Linked DNA regions of Mus musculus: all the other regions are linked to region 1. The links are chromatin contacts, called in public HiChIP or PLAC-seq and promoter capture Hi-C maps. All regions are on one chromosome and are shown on one strand. The core of a region is the stretch at or near the end of the contact, and the rest is flanking DNA. Distances in the headings are between cores, read along the strand shown.

Region 1 (2,923 bases), core at 134-2,633:
GACAGAGGAGGCAGAGCCCACACAGTGCCTGTCCTCCAGTGGCCAACAGTGTCAAGGCTCCTATCCAGCTGTGCCAGGACACCAAATGGGACATCTCACTTCGGATCTTGCTGGAAATGATGAAGCCCAAGCCTAGGACAGCACAGAGGATGGCCATGGTCTGCCCTGCCCAGTGGAGTCGAATCCGGGTTTTTCGAGAGCAGAAGAAGAACAGGGAGTGCTCAGGTGAGAAGAGTAGAATAGCTTCAGCCATGCAGAGACAGAACTGTAATCATAAGGAAAGGCCAGTGAGCCTCTAGTCTACATGGAGCGCAAGGAAAAGGAGGTCTTCTCACACATTCAGAAGGACACGGGGAAGCTAAGGACTTGCAGCCTCACACACATCCTTTCTGGACCACAGAACAGCAAACATTCTACTGAGAACTTTCTACTGAGTTCTGAGGACAAAGCCTTGATAAACATCCTTCTTGCGTCTTCCTTTTAGGCACTAGAGGAGAAATATCTTCTGTTCCCCCTTTCCCTGACCTTCTCAGCCACCTGACACTTTACTCCACTTTCCCCAATCCTATAGGTTTTAGGGAAAGATGAAGCCCTCTTTAAACCCATCTCTCTGACCCTTAGGCTGAAAAACTGAATGTCTCCCCAAGAGTTAATCTAAGAATATCCGAACTCACCGCCAAGGCCATGAACACAGGGTGCCAGGAGAAAAGACCTAAGTAAGAATCAAAGAGAATAGGCTGACGGCTGGGCTTCACTGATACTGTCCCGTGGTTTGTAAATGACAAAGACCGGGCCACAAGGTCAGCATATCATCTTAAACCTAAACAAGAATCAGGAGCTCACCACAAAGGGAGGAGTCAAGGGGCCCTTACACCCCCTTGGCCTGGGGATTGCACTTGCTGCAGCCCAGTCCCTAGAGTACCTTAGCCTGCCCAGGACCCTCTAACGCTTTTCCATGTAGGGCCTCCTAAGGAAGTATCAGTTCTGTCTTTTCAAGCCCCACCCTCCCTGGACTTCCGGGAACCCGCCTACTACGCTTTTACAACCACTCCCGGACCCGCCCCTCCTCAGCTGAGGGTCCAGGTTTCCAGTCTCCCAGTGCGCCCAAAGCGGCCCCTCCAGCGCCTAGGCTCCGCCCCTTCTTTGGCCCCGCCCCACCTCGCCTCGCACACTCACTGGTTCCGGGCCGGGACAGCACAGTCAGAAAGATGGTGAAGCCCAAAGCTATCAGGTGCGCCAAGATCCCACTGCCTCTCCGCAGCCAGCGGGTCAGTCTCGGCTCCCTCGCTGGAGCGGGAACCAGACCTACCTCCATGGAATGCATAGCAGTGCCAGGCCGGCCGGCACAATCCAGCTACCAGAGGCTTCTTCCGGGTTTGCTATCGCGGAGGCGGCGGCGGCTACAGGAGAGGCTCCTCCCCGGGGAAGCTGCGGGGCCGTGTGGCGGAGGTGCCCACAGCGCCCTCTGTAGAGTGGGGGGGAAGCGCCTCGGCCCCAAAGGGCGGCTCCCGGAAACCTCCACTGACCTAATCGAGCTCCCAACCCACCTTCATTCTATCTTTGTGTCTATAAGGGTATCTCAAGAGGTCTGCGAAAATTACATCGGTAGCAACTGATACCAGCGAAATCCCAAATCACACACTTGATTCGCTGACCCAAGAGCATGAAACCAGTGTTCTGAGCAGCTTTCTAGAAGTACTGGATTCCCTGGACTGCTTACTTCTCAGACATTTCTGGCTTGTTCAAGAGACAAGATTTCTCCCTGTATTAACATAAATGAAAAGCCAAAACCTAGTGATCTAATCTGATGACTTCAGGTATGAAAACCAAAAGAAGCAATCTCATCATCCCTGCTTACAGGCGTAGTTGCTCCCCATCCCCTCCCTCCCACGCTGCCCCCTCAAAATATTCCAGATCCATGGGGCACTTTCAGCCTTTGCTGCCGCCACAGTAGAACCAGAGCTTTCCACAACCCCAAGTTCTGCTACACTATTACCTCCAAAAAGGTATGACCCAACCTAAAGAGTTCTATATGGGAGAAGCTTTACTCCGTTCAGGGCAAACTCACAGAAGAGACCAGAATGAGCTGTCCAGTGGGTAGGGAAATGGCTCTGTGGTTAAGAGTGCATATTCCTCTTGCTCAGGGGGCTCACAGCTGACTGTAACTAGCTACAGGGGGATCCCACACGTCTCGCCTCCGCAGGCATCACATGCGCATACCCACACACAGACACCATAATTAAAAAAAAAAAAAAAAAAAAAGCTGTCCAGCACTTCTAGAGCAGTGATCGCCAAGCTCAACCTCTGCATGGCTGAGGAACTAAGGCTGGTTTTAAGACATGGGAAGGGCAAGAACAGCCATTTGTAGAGGGATGGAAGCCCAGAGTAGCTAGAAAACCAGAAAGGGGCCATAAGCTAACTCCCACAAACCCTCAGGACAAAAACCCAAGGATGGCGTCAGGTGTGAGACCCCTTCCCTCTCAGTTCTTTCCCAGTGGAACCATAGTTGTCGCTCTTAAGCCTCTGGGGTGCCTGCTCACTCAGCGTCATATGCCTTATCATCCTCTCTGAGAAGATTCCCAGGGATGCCAGCTCCAGGTTTCTGTGTGCAGTGTGTGTGTGCTGGGGTGTACACTGCCTGTCATCCCAGCCTCTCGGGTTGGAGCTGCGGAGAGTAAGGACACTCACTCATTTGGCTACATCAGTTTCCATCCTTTTCTATGTTTCTGGTTTTTATATTTTCTTAGCAGCAACAGAACAGGGAGACAGTCTTGAGGTATTTTAAAGAGTTTTTTTTTTTTCTTAAAAAAAATAATATAAAGTTATAAAAAGCGGCAGCAGCCTGGGGCCCAGATCTGGAGGGGAGGAGGTGCTGGCGGCTCCGTTGCAGTGGGCAGGCACTTTCTCGTTAATGAGCTTTTGA
Region 2 (2,923 bases), core at 107-2,606, 440 kb before region 1:
ACCTGCAACGCGCTGCCCATCACAAGTTCGGTTCCTACCCTCCAGGTTTTCCCTCTCATTCTCTTCTGAAGCAAACCCACTTGCTGTGGATTGAAAGTACCATCCTTCACTCTGTAAGAGCCATGCTATCATCTGCTGCCATTACTGGAGACAGCTTCTGAGCAGCCCATTATCAGCTGCAGCTCTGAACTCTCCTTGCACTTTCTTTCCTCAGTCAGCCGCAGAGTCTAGAATAGCCCCATCTCATTTTCTTCAAGAAAAGATTCGGGTCCAGCTCCCCTCAAAGAGCCACCCAAGTCCCTAATAGTTCCTACACATCCATTGAACAAGTAGCAGCATGCCCATCTCTCTCTCTCTCTCTCTCTCTCTCTCTCTCTCTCTGCCAACAGGTTGCTCAGCACAGGTCCTGGTGTAAAGCTGAGTGAGCCTGAATTTTCCCTACCCTGAAGGCCCACTCCCAACTGGGGCCTAAAACATGTGCAACAACCAAAGAAAGATATCTACTGGGGATGATGCCACACTCGGATCTTGTGTCACTCGGAACCTGGAGACCTGGTTGACCATTCTGGCAGACATTGGGCCTGTGCCAATCCCTGCGATACCCCCCCCCCCCAGACCCCCATCTCTCTCTCCAGCCTGTGGGTAGCTCAGTGTTCTCCTCCGTGCAATGGGATGAGCAGCCTTCTCTTTACCTCGCAAAGCGCTGCAGCCCCAGGAGCAGCTATTGAAATACCGCGGGCCTCAGCCGTAGCTTAGAAGCAGTAAGGAAGCCAGAACCCAGGGCCGAGAAGCCTGGGCAGCTGGCGAGAAGGGGCTGTCCGCTCCAAGTGGCCCCGCAGAGCCGCCTGCTGCTTGCTGCAGAGCTCCTGCCCCAGCCCGGCCCGGGCCCCGCGCGCCACGGTTGCAGCTTACCGAAGAAGGGCAGCGCCCCGCGGCGCCCCGCGCGGTCATACGGGCAGCTGGGTCCCGGCACGGCGTGTTGGCCGCCCTGGTTCGCTCGCTCCCTTGCTCGCTAGTGGCTGAAGAGCCCGCGCCCCGGTCGAGGGCCACGCCGCTGTCCTGGGATGCAGAGAGCCGCAGCGACACCGAGAGCACCGAGGCAAACTTTCACTTTCCCCTGGCCGAGCTTCGCTGGCCAGCCCTCGGCACAGCCTTTTAAGCGGGCGGGCTGGCGGGGCATGTGGTTTATGGGAAATCACCCTGGCTCTCCGCCAGACACACACAGACATACACACACACAAACACACTCACAGGCACTGACACATACTACACCCCAGAGGCCCACTGAGCCGCCGACTCCCTTCCCCCAAGCGGGCCGCCTGGTCGTCCCCGCTAGCTCTCTTCCCCGTCGCTCTGTGGCTGTGCAGCCTCCTCAAAGTAACCCGGGCTCCACCGCCCTCCCCCGCCCTTCTCGAGCTCTGGACAAGACACTGCCTTTCCTTCTGTGCTCGCCACTCTTGTCAATCTCGTGTGATTGTTCTCGGTCTAATGCTGGCCCCTAGGGACTTTCCCTCAAGGCCCGAAAATCCTCAAATCTGAGCAGGAAACGGACAGAGTACATTGAACAGGACTTGAATGGGGATGGACCAACGCCTCTCTGCTGCAGCTCCATTCAAGTCCCTCATGGAACCCAGGGCAGCAGGTTTGCAGATTGGCTTGCTCCCTCCTATGCATTGTTCAAAGAATCTACTATACTACTATACTATCCTCTCCCCTGGCTGTAGGGAGAAGTGGGGAGCATCCAGCTACCTGGGTAGGAGAGGAAGGACTTGGTCCTGTGACAACTAGCTGGGTGTTTCTGCACTCTGCCAGGAGACACTTCAGGTGCTTAACCTGAAAGCACTGGCTGGCCCCCTGCTCCTGGGCTGCCAAACCCAGCTTATGTGGAAAGGTTGGTGTGCCTGGACTCTAGATTTCCCTCAACTCTGTTGGAAATGCATTTGTGCAATCACATTTTGTCTTTACATGAGAATGGATCTAGATTAACCTATCAAGAGGAGCCTATTAATTATATTGCCAACGTCAGGATCTTTTTCTTCCTTCCATTTATCCTGATTCAATGTGTTTCAATCCCGTCATGCCCAGATGAGTGGTCTGGTCTCAAAGGGGCACTTTTGTCACGTGTCCTCCATTTCCTTGCACTACCTAGCTCAGAGCAACAACGTCCCTCATAAACCTTTGCTCAGGCTGCTTCCTCGGACATGAAGTCTTCCTTTCCCCCATCCATCTTAAGGTGAATGTCTCACCTTTTAAGGTTATAATCACATCTTATCCTTGTCTTGCAAAGCCTTCTGGGATGCTTCAGGCTGATGGATAATTCCTTCTTTCTGTGTTCCCACTGGACGCAACCCATTCCTCCCAGTTAAGTTGGCATTCATTCATTCATTCATTCATTCTCTACATTATTTTAAACTGGTGGTTCTCAACTTGTGGGTGGCAACCTCTTTGGGGGGTCACAAGTCAGATATCCTGCATATCATATGCTTTACATTATGATTCATAACAGTAGCAAAATTACACTTGTGAAGTAGCAATGGAATAATTTTGTGGTTGGGGCGCCACCACAACATGAGGAACTGTATTGAAAGGTCTCAGCATTGAGAAGGTTTAGAACCACTGAATACTAGTGATAGTAGTGATTACGTTTAGAATCACTGAATACTAGTGATAGTAGTGATTACGTTTAGAACCACTGAATACTAGTGATAGTAGTTATTACGTTTAGAATCACTGAATACTAGTGATAGTAGTGATTACGTTTAGAATCACTGAATACTAGTGATAGTAGTGATTACGTTTAGAACCACTGAATACTAGTGATAGTAGTGATTACGTTTAGAACCACTGAATACTAGTGAGAGTAGTGATTACGTTTAGAACCACTGAATACTAGTGATAGTAGTGATTACGTTTAGAATCACTG
Region 3 (2,923 bases), core at 157-2,656, 350 kb before region 1:
TGCCTGAGGACAGCAGTGTGGGGTCCCACTCTGACCTCCAGTCCCACAACTCGAGCATCCCTTTCTAAGTGTAGTGTGTCTCCAGATCAGCAATGGGTCAACACCTCAGAAGCGTGTGTGTAGAGTCTCCGTTGTATTCCAAGCCCTGCGCCGGACACTGCCCTGCAGCAGTAAGCAGGATGGATGTGTCCAGCCTTTGGTAACTCTCCCATCCTTTCCAGTGTCACCACCCCTGTCTCCATTTATCCTCATTCCAGATTGCCTATGTTCCCATTTTCCAGCTCTGTAACACTGAGCAATGTGTTTAGTGCTCTGGACCTCATCTATAAAATAGGGTAAGGATCCCTCCCTCCTAGAAATGAATTAATATGAGAGCCCAGTGCAGATCCAGATTGATCCCGTTATCCTCTCCCCCCCCACCCCCACCCCCGGCTTGCCTCTGGTACTATCTTCCCCTAGCATGTCTTTCCTCTCTTCTGCAGAGACCTAGAAACCCAGCCTCTGAGAAGTTTTCAGAAGGAAGACAGGCAGGTTGTGGGGCAGGCCAGGGTTCTGCCAGACCTACCAGTCCTTGAGGCACTTTTCTGTTGCTGAGTGTTCTGCACCTCTTGGAAAGTGGATGAAGGCAGGAGTTTGGGCGATAAGACCCCTGCCTGTGACTACAATGCCAGTAGCATTGAATCTGAAGGACTCAGGTCTATTGACTGAAAGTCCCCGCTCCACCTGGTAGAACTGGTCCCTATAAACTATCAGCCACCTTACGACCACTGGCAGATTCAGGGGCCTCTGAGGATTAGCACCCAGATGCAGAGCCCTCTGACTTGGAGACAGGGGAATATATCTCTCAGAGCCAGATGAGACCCACAAAGCCTCAGGATGGGGGTACTGGCAGAGCCCCGTGGAGGCCCCACGGAAAGACTCAGCCCAGGAAACTCTGAGCAATGCCGGCAGACCACAGGGCTCTGAGCTTCCTGCTCTCCCCATTTAGGACACCCTGTCAACGTCAGAAGGCTTGTGAAACCTGCTGGTGGGCAGTGGAAACTCACGAGCCCCTAGGGTTCGTGGGCTGTGGTTGCCCCGCCCCTTTGCTGCCCTGGTGTCCACACTGCTATGGGATATGAGAAGGGTACCTGATGGAGGCCTGGAGAACTCCTCCTTGGAAGCCTGGGTCCTGGGCTCTGCATGTGTGTACTCTGGATGCTGCAAAAGTGCAGACTCTGTTGCTGAAGGCCTTTGGGGTAGGGAGATGTGGCTGGCGGTTCCTTTTCCAGCTTTGCTGGTTCTGTGCCTGACTTTGGGAAAGGTGCTTTCTTTGTTTCGGTTTTGTCACCTTTAAAATGGTGACCAAAAAGCACCCACATCCTGAACATTAAAGAGTGACAGAGACTTTTGAAGTACCTGGTACACAGTATGCTCTAAACAGGACCAGTTGTCTTGGCAACCGTGAGAAGAAACAGGCATCTCAGAAGTGGATATTTTTGACTCGTAATTTAATTATAAACTATCCAATCGACTACAGACGGTTCCAAACTTACAGTGGCTGTCTAGCTTAGTGCTATGAAAGCAATGCACACAATACAACAGAAAACACACTTTGAATGTGGGTCTTTTCCCGTGACTATGGATATGTAATCTGGCCCTCTCTGGTGAGGCTGGGAAGTGACAGGCAGCCACAGCTCCTAGTGAACCATGTGATGGTGGCAAGCAACAATGAGACCCTACAGTGTACTGAGTTGCTAAGCCATGGTTTTGGGGAGGCTGGGTATATGAACTGCATCTTCAATGACACTCTCAATGTACGATAAACTTACTGGAAACCAGACCCGTTGTAAGTCAAGAGGCATCCATGTACTTGGAAGAACGCACCGTCTTCTCAAAGCTGTTTCTCTCTTTGACTGTTCAACAATCCCTAGGTCTGTGTGGAGAGCCCAGCTTTGGTACCTCTGCTTAAGAACTGGAATGAAGACCTTACTGAGGGAGTCACACGTGGTCAGAAGAGGAAGTGGGCCCTGTACCAACCCGTGTATAACATAGCCATGGGGACCTTGCAGAGGCGGCCAAGGACAACGACAGAGGCTATTTTCTCAGCTACTCCCAGGGCTATTGCTCAAGACGGTCCAGGACCATCTGTGGCTATTCCTCCAGTGCTGCGCTTGCTGGGGCTCCTGCTTTATCCCTGCAGACCACATTAGAGCTTTGGTCCCTTTTTATCCCTCATGCTGAGGTGGGGCTCCATCTCCTTTCTACACCCTACAACACGATCATCCCTACAGCGATGCCATATCTTCCACTCCCAGATCTCTTGATGGTCAGCCTCAATGTCCGTCCACCTGCCCGTGGGCCAGCAAAGCAGCCCAGACTCAGAACAGAGAAGAGACGGGCTCCAGTGGGACATCCTGTTGTGATTTTCTCCCCAATACCTGGATATCAGGGAGAAGGCAAGGGGGAAGCCCAGCACTTGAGAGCTACTTTTTGTCTTTATGCTCTAGAAGCACTGAATGCTTCTAGAAGCATGAAGTGCATTTCTGGACTCCTGGACAAAGCAGTTGGGAATAGGATAATCAAGAAGAAGCCAGGATAGAAGCTGCTGTCTTAAATGGATGGCCCAAAAGATGGTGGTCAGGGAAGTGGCCTCAGAAGCTGCTAAAGTACAAGGAGGGATCCCTGGATGAAGCCCGGAGGTTGATGGACCATCCAGGTACTGGTGGGGCTTGGAGATGTGAAGGCAGGGCCTTGTGTAAGCATGGTTCAAGATGGGGTGACATGTGGACGTTAGCTTCCCAGTGTATTCAGAGACTGCAATCAGAGCATAACTCCCTCAGTGAAGAGCCCTGGGTAGGGCCAAAGCCAACCAACAACAAGCACACTGCGCAGAGCTCTCTGTCCCACCCAGCCTCCACCCACCACCCCGAAGACCGTTCCA
Region 4 (2,923 bases), core at 265-2,764, 340 kb after region 1:
TCACAAAGACCCACCTGCCTCTGCCTCCTAAGTGCTGGCGATTAAAGGGATGCAACACCAAGTCCAGTACCTATGGGCCACTCAAATATTAATGAATCCCACTTGCTTCTTTTGTGATTTGCTATGTTGTAGATAGGCTAGTGGTTAGGACCCTCCATAATTGTATTTATGGGACTGCACTGGCATTGTTAATTAACACTGGTGACTTAAAGGACTATTTTAACCCCTCAAAACCTTAGCTAGGTTTGATATTTAGCATCTCCCCTACAGTGCTAGACTTTTGACATGTTTTCAAATCTCTCACATTCTGCATAAATTTTATTCTGCCTTCCCCAATATACTTTTTGTAAATATTTCAATGTTGTCTCTACCATATGTTTTTAAGTCACTTACAGCACAAACCAAATATCGTTATTTCACTAATACCAAAACTATTTAACTTTGGTATTCCTATTGTCTTGTCATATGTCCCCCCAAAAACCAATTTTCAAAATCATTTTTGTTGTTGTGGTTGTTAGAAGACATTCACTACCTCTTTTGTGAATTATGTTGTTAACATTTTAGAGACACCTTGAAAAGGACTTGTGGCATATGCTAACATAAGTTCAAAGGAAAGAGTGGGGGGGGATATGTTGTAGAATTCAAAATCTAGAGAAGGTGGGACATGTGCTAAACACTAACCAAAGTGTGCAAGGGAACAGGCAAAGCGTTCCAGGAGGGCCTCAGCCAGCAGCTGCGAGCAACTGGATGTTAACACAGAGGGCACTTACTAGGTAGGATCCTACGGCTGGTCTCCCGAGCTTCCCACCCTCAGACCCAAGGGCTTCTGACCCCAGTCTACTACCAGTCCTTAACTTTACTTTTATCCCAGTTCCCTCCTTTCCTCTTTCTGTTTGGTCTCTCGATGTTTCCAATCACTCTCTAGGTAATTTCACCCATCTGGGAAGCAGCTACTGTCTTCTTTCTCTTTCTTTCTGAGAACTGTCACTCTTTCGGACCTTACTCCCTGAGCCAGAGCTGCTGAGAGCTCCTGAGGGTGATCTATTTTAGGAGTCCTCCGATGGGCTGGCCTCCCCCATGACGACACCAGCCTGCTTCCCTCGCTCCAGCTCCTACTCATCCCTAGAAAAAAATTGAACTCTATGGCCCCTGAAACTGTGACTGGATCTCCAAGGTCTCTATCTGGATCTAGGCTTTTTAGCTCTTTTTTTTTTTTTTTTTTTTTTTTCCCAAAGTGAGATCAGGTCAAGGGGGTGGAGTGGACAGTACCTCTTTGCAGGCGTGAAGCTCGGGTCCGGTTCCCAGGGTCACCTGGAAGGTGGTCCCAGCCCAAAGCAACAGCCACAGAAGCCGGGGTGTGCGCCTTTCAGTTTTTCCTCCGTCTCTGGCAGAAGGATGGGGGTTGTGACCAGGCTCTGCCATAGCGCTGTCCTGAGCCAGCGGCAGTAGCGGCTCAGGTGCTGCGGTGGCTGCTTATGCTGGCAGAGGAGGAAAAAAAAAAAAAAAAAAAAAAAGAGGAGGGAGGTACACAGGGGGAGGATGCAAGGGGCTGGACTCGCTTCAGTCACCTCCCTGCGGCTACGCCAAGGCAGCCCATCCTTCTTCCTCCCTCGGTCCTCTCCTCCTCCTATCCATGTCGCCTTGACAACCGCATCCTCTTCGCTCAGCGCGGGTGGGGCAGGGACCACGCGCGCCTGTGCGGCTCACCTGCCGGTCTCCATGGCAGCCGCCACCGCTGGCGCGCGGCGTGGGAGTGCACGAGCCAGGGTTTGCAACTAACCGAACAGGCTTACGTAAAGCACGCAGTAGAGAAACCCTCCAAAACATCTGCAGCAGCTCATTTCGCACCTATTACTCTTCCGGGCAGGGGGCTATTTCTAAGCATATCTTATTTTGTAAACATGGCATGTAAAACGATTAGGGGAAGACAGGCGTCTTCGTTATCTTCCAGGGATGGTCTCCTAGAGTGGCCCCAGCACTAACTGCAAAAACTAGTTCCATCCTTCCTCCCCACCAAATCCATCCACGTTTTTACAGCCGTCTCAGTGAGCAACCATGACGTCTGCATAGTTAAACAGCAAGGAGTGTGACCTAATCGACAGTTTTGCAAGTAGGACACGTGAGATCTTTGAGATATATATATATATATATATATATATATATATATATATATATATATATATATATATATATATATATTGACATTCTCTTACTCTCGTTGATTTGAAAATGGGGAAGCTCTCTTTTAGGTGAAAGCGAGAAGGAAACATTTGGGTCATCTTTTAGTGTTTCTTTCGTCAGCTTTCGCAGAAATCCCATGCCTTGGGAAGCCAGCGTTTTCCAACAGAGGCTCCAGAGTGCGTATCCAGGTCGCCTTCCCTCCATTCACAGCAGCCTCCTCTCAAGGAGCCTTCTTAGTTGAACCGCCAGGTGGCGCATCAGAATACATCTGTCATAACTGGAGGGATAGCTGCCTAGCAACTAAAAATTGGGCGTTCCAAACAATTGGGACCCGGGATCCTCTGCGAACCAGGTCGTGCTGAGGCTGCACTAGTCTCCAGGGAGTAAGCGTGCGTCTCTGGGCCTTTAAACATGCTTCAGCCTCAGGAAACTTTCTCGAACCCTGCCTTACGCGACGAAGACAAACATTTGGGAAATCTGTGGGCTTCTAAGGTACATTGAGGTTTCCTCAGCAAATTCCCAGTGGGGCCTGCAGGAAATTCTTGGTAACCTAACTCTGATGAGATCACCAAGTATCAAAGAAATCTGTTTTCTGCCTGTCTCCTAGGTCCGCTATTTGCGTCTGATAACGTTTTGGAAGTGGTTTTGAGCAGAGGGAAGGGAACTGAGCTCTAATGTAGAACAAGGTCTGTCAAAGCAGTGATGGGGAATATAAATGATGGGGAAATATAATAATAGTCAG

Evidence for each region. Promoter capture Hi-C pulls out the DNA fragments that hold promoters and counts their contacts. HiChIP or PLAC-seq counts read pairs in DNA pulled down with a chosen protein or histone mark.
Region 2: a contact with region 1 is called in a promoter capture Hi-C map of liver, with 2.2 times the contacts expected there. The contact joins the promoter of Csf1 here to the promoter of Cyb561d1 in region 1. A contact is called at or near these places in 3 of 39 promoter capture datasets (the 3T3-L1 cell line, embryonic stem cells and liver) and 1 of 115 datasets of contacts at active chromatin or transcription factors (pancreatic cancer cells).
Region 3: a contact with region 1 is called in an H3K4me3 HiChIP or PLAC-seq map of bone marrow-derived macrophages, with 4 times the contacts expected there. The contact joins the enhancer-like site here to the promoter of Cyb561d1 in region 1. A contact is called at or near these places in 3 of 39 promoter capture datasets (the 3T3-L1 cell line, neutrophils and pre-B cells), 4 of 115 datasets of contacts at active chromatin or transcription factors (bone marrow-derived macrophages, effector CD8 T cells, memory CD8 T cells and 1 more) and 1 of 9 other capture datasets (adipose tissue).
Region 4: a contact with region 1 is called in a promoter capture Hi-C map of neural stem cells. The contact joins the promoter of Elapor1 here to the promoter of Cyb561d1 in region 1. A contact is called at or near these places in 2 of 39 promoter capture datasets (liver and neural stem cells), 1 of 115 datasets of contacts at active chromatin or transcription factors (pancreatic cancer cells) and 2 of 9 other capture datasets (adipose tissue and liver).

The regions. Positions count from the first base shown.
Region 1 is chr3:108,199,451-108,202,373 of GRCm38.p6, forward strand. Cyb561d1 (cytochrome b-561 domain containing 1) reads right to left here and starts at 1,384. Exons shown (of 3, transcript NM_001081320.2): 1 at 1,177-1,384; 2 at 675-712; 3 at 1-265. The coding sequence starts at 1,324. It overlaps Atxn7l2 (ataxin 7-like 2), which reads right to left. Exons shown (of 11, transcript NM_001289545.1): 11 at 2,778-2,923. The coding sequence ends at 2,909.
Region 2 is chr3:107,759,113-107,762,035 of GRCm38.p6, forward strand. It overlaps Csf1 (colony stimulating factor 1 (macrophage)), which reads right to left and starts at 1,357. Exons shown (of 9, transcript NM_007778.4): 1 at 913-1,357. The coding sequence starts at 951. All of the region lies in intron 1 of Gm40121 (a long non-coding RNA gene), which reads left to right.
Region 3 is chr3:107,852,000-107,854,922 of GRCm38.p6, forward strand. No RefSeq gene overlaps it. Among named protein-coding and RNA genes, the nearest start is that of Eps8l3, 24 kb to the right of the region's middle. Within about 2 kb of position 1,407, at least 68 of the 459 cell types and tissues checked have an H3K27ac peak or open chromatin away from gene starts, as enhancers often do. A contact at or near this core is called in bone marrow-derived macrophages, effector CD8 T cells, memory CD8 T cells and 1 more, where this site is marked.
Region 4 is chr3:108,535,027-108,537,949 of GRCm38.p6, forward strand. Elapor1 (endosome-lysosome associated apoptosis and autophagy regulator 1) reads right to left here and starts at 1,515. Exons shown (of 22, transcript NM_001346518.1): 1 at 1,270-1,515. The coding sequence starts at 1,422. 1700013F07Rik (RIKEN cDNA 1700013F07 gene) reads left to right here and starts at 2,558. Exons shown (of 5, transcript NM_029314.1): 1 at 2,558-2,673. The coding sequence starts at 2,593.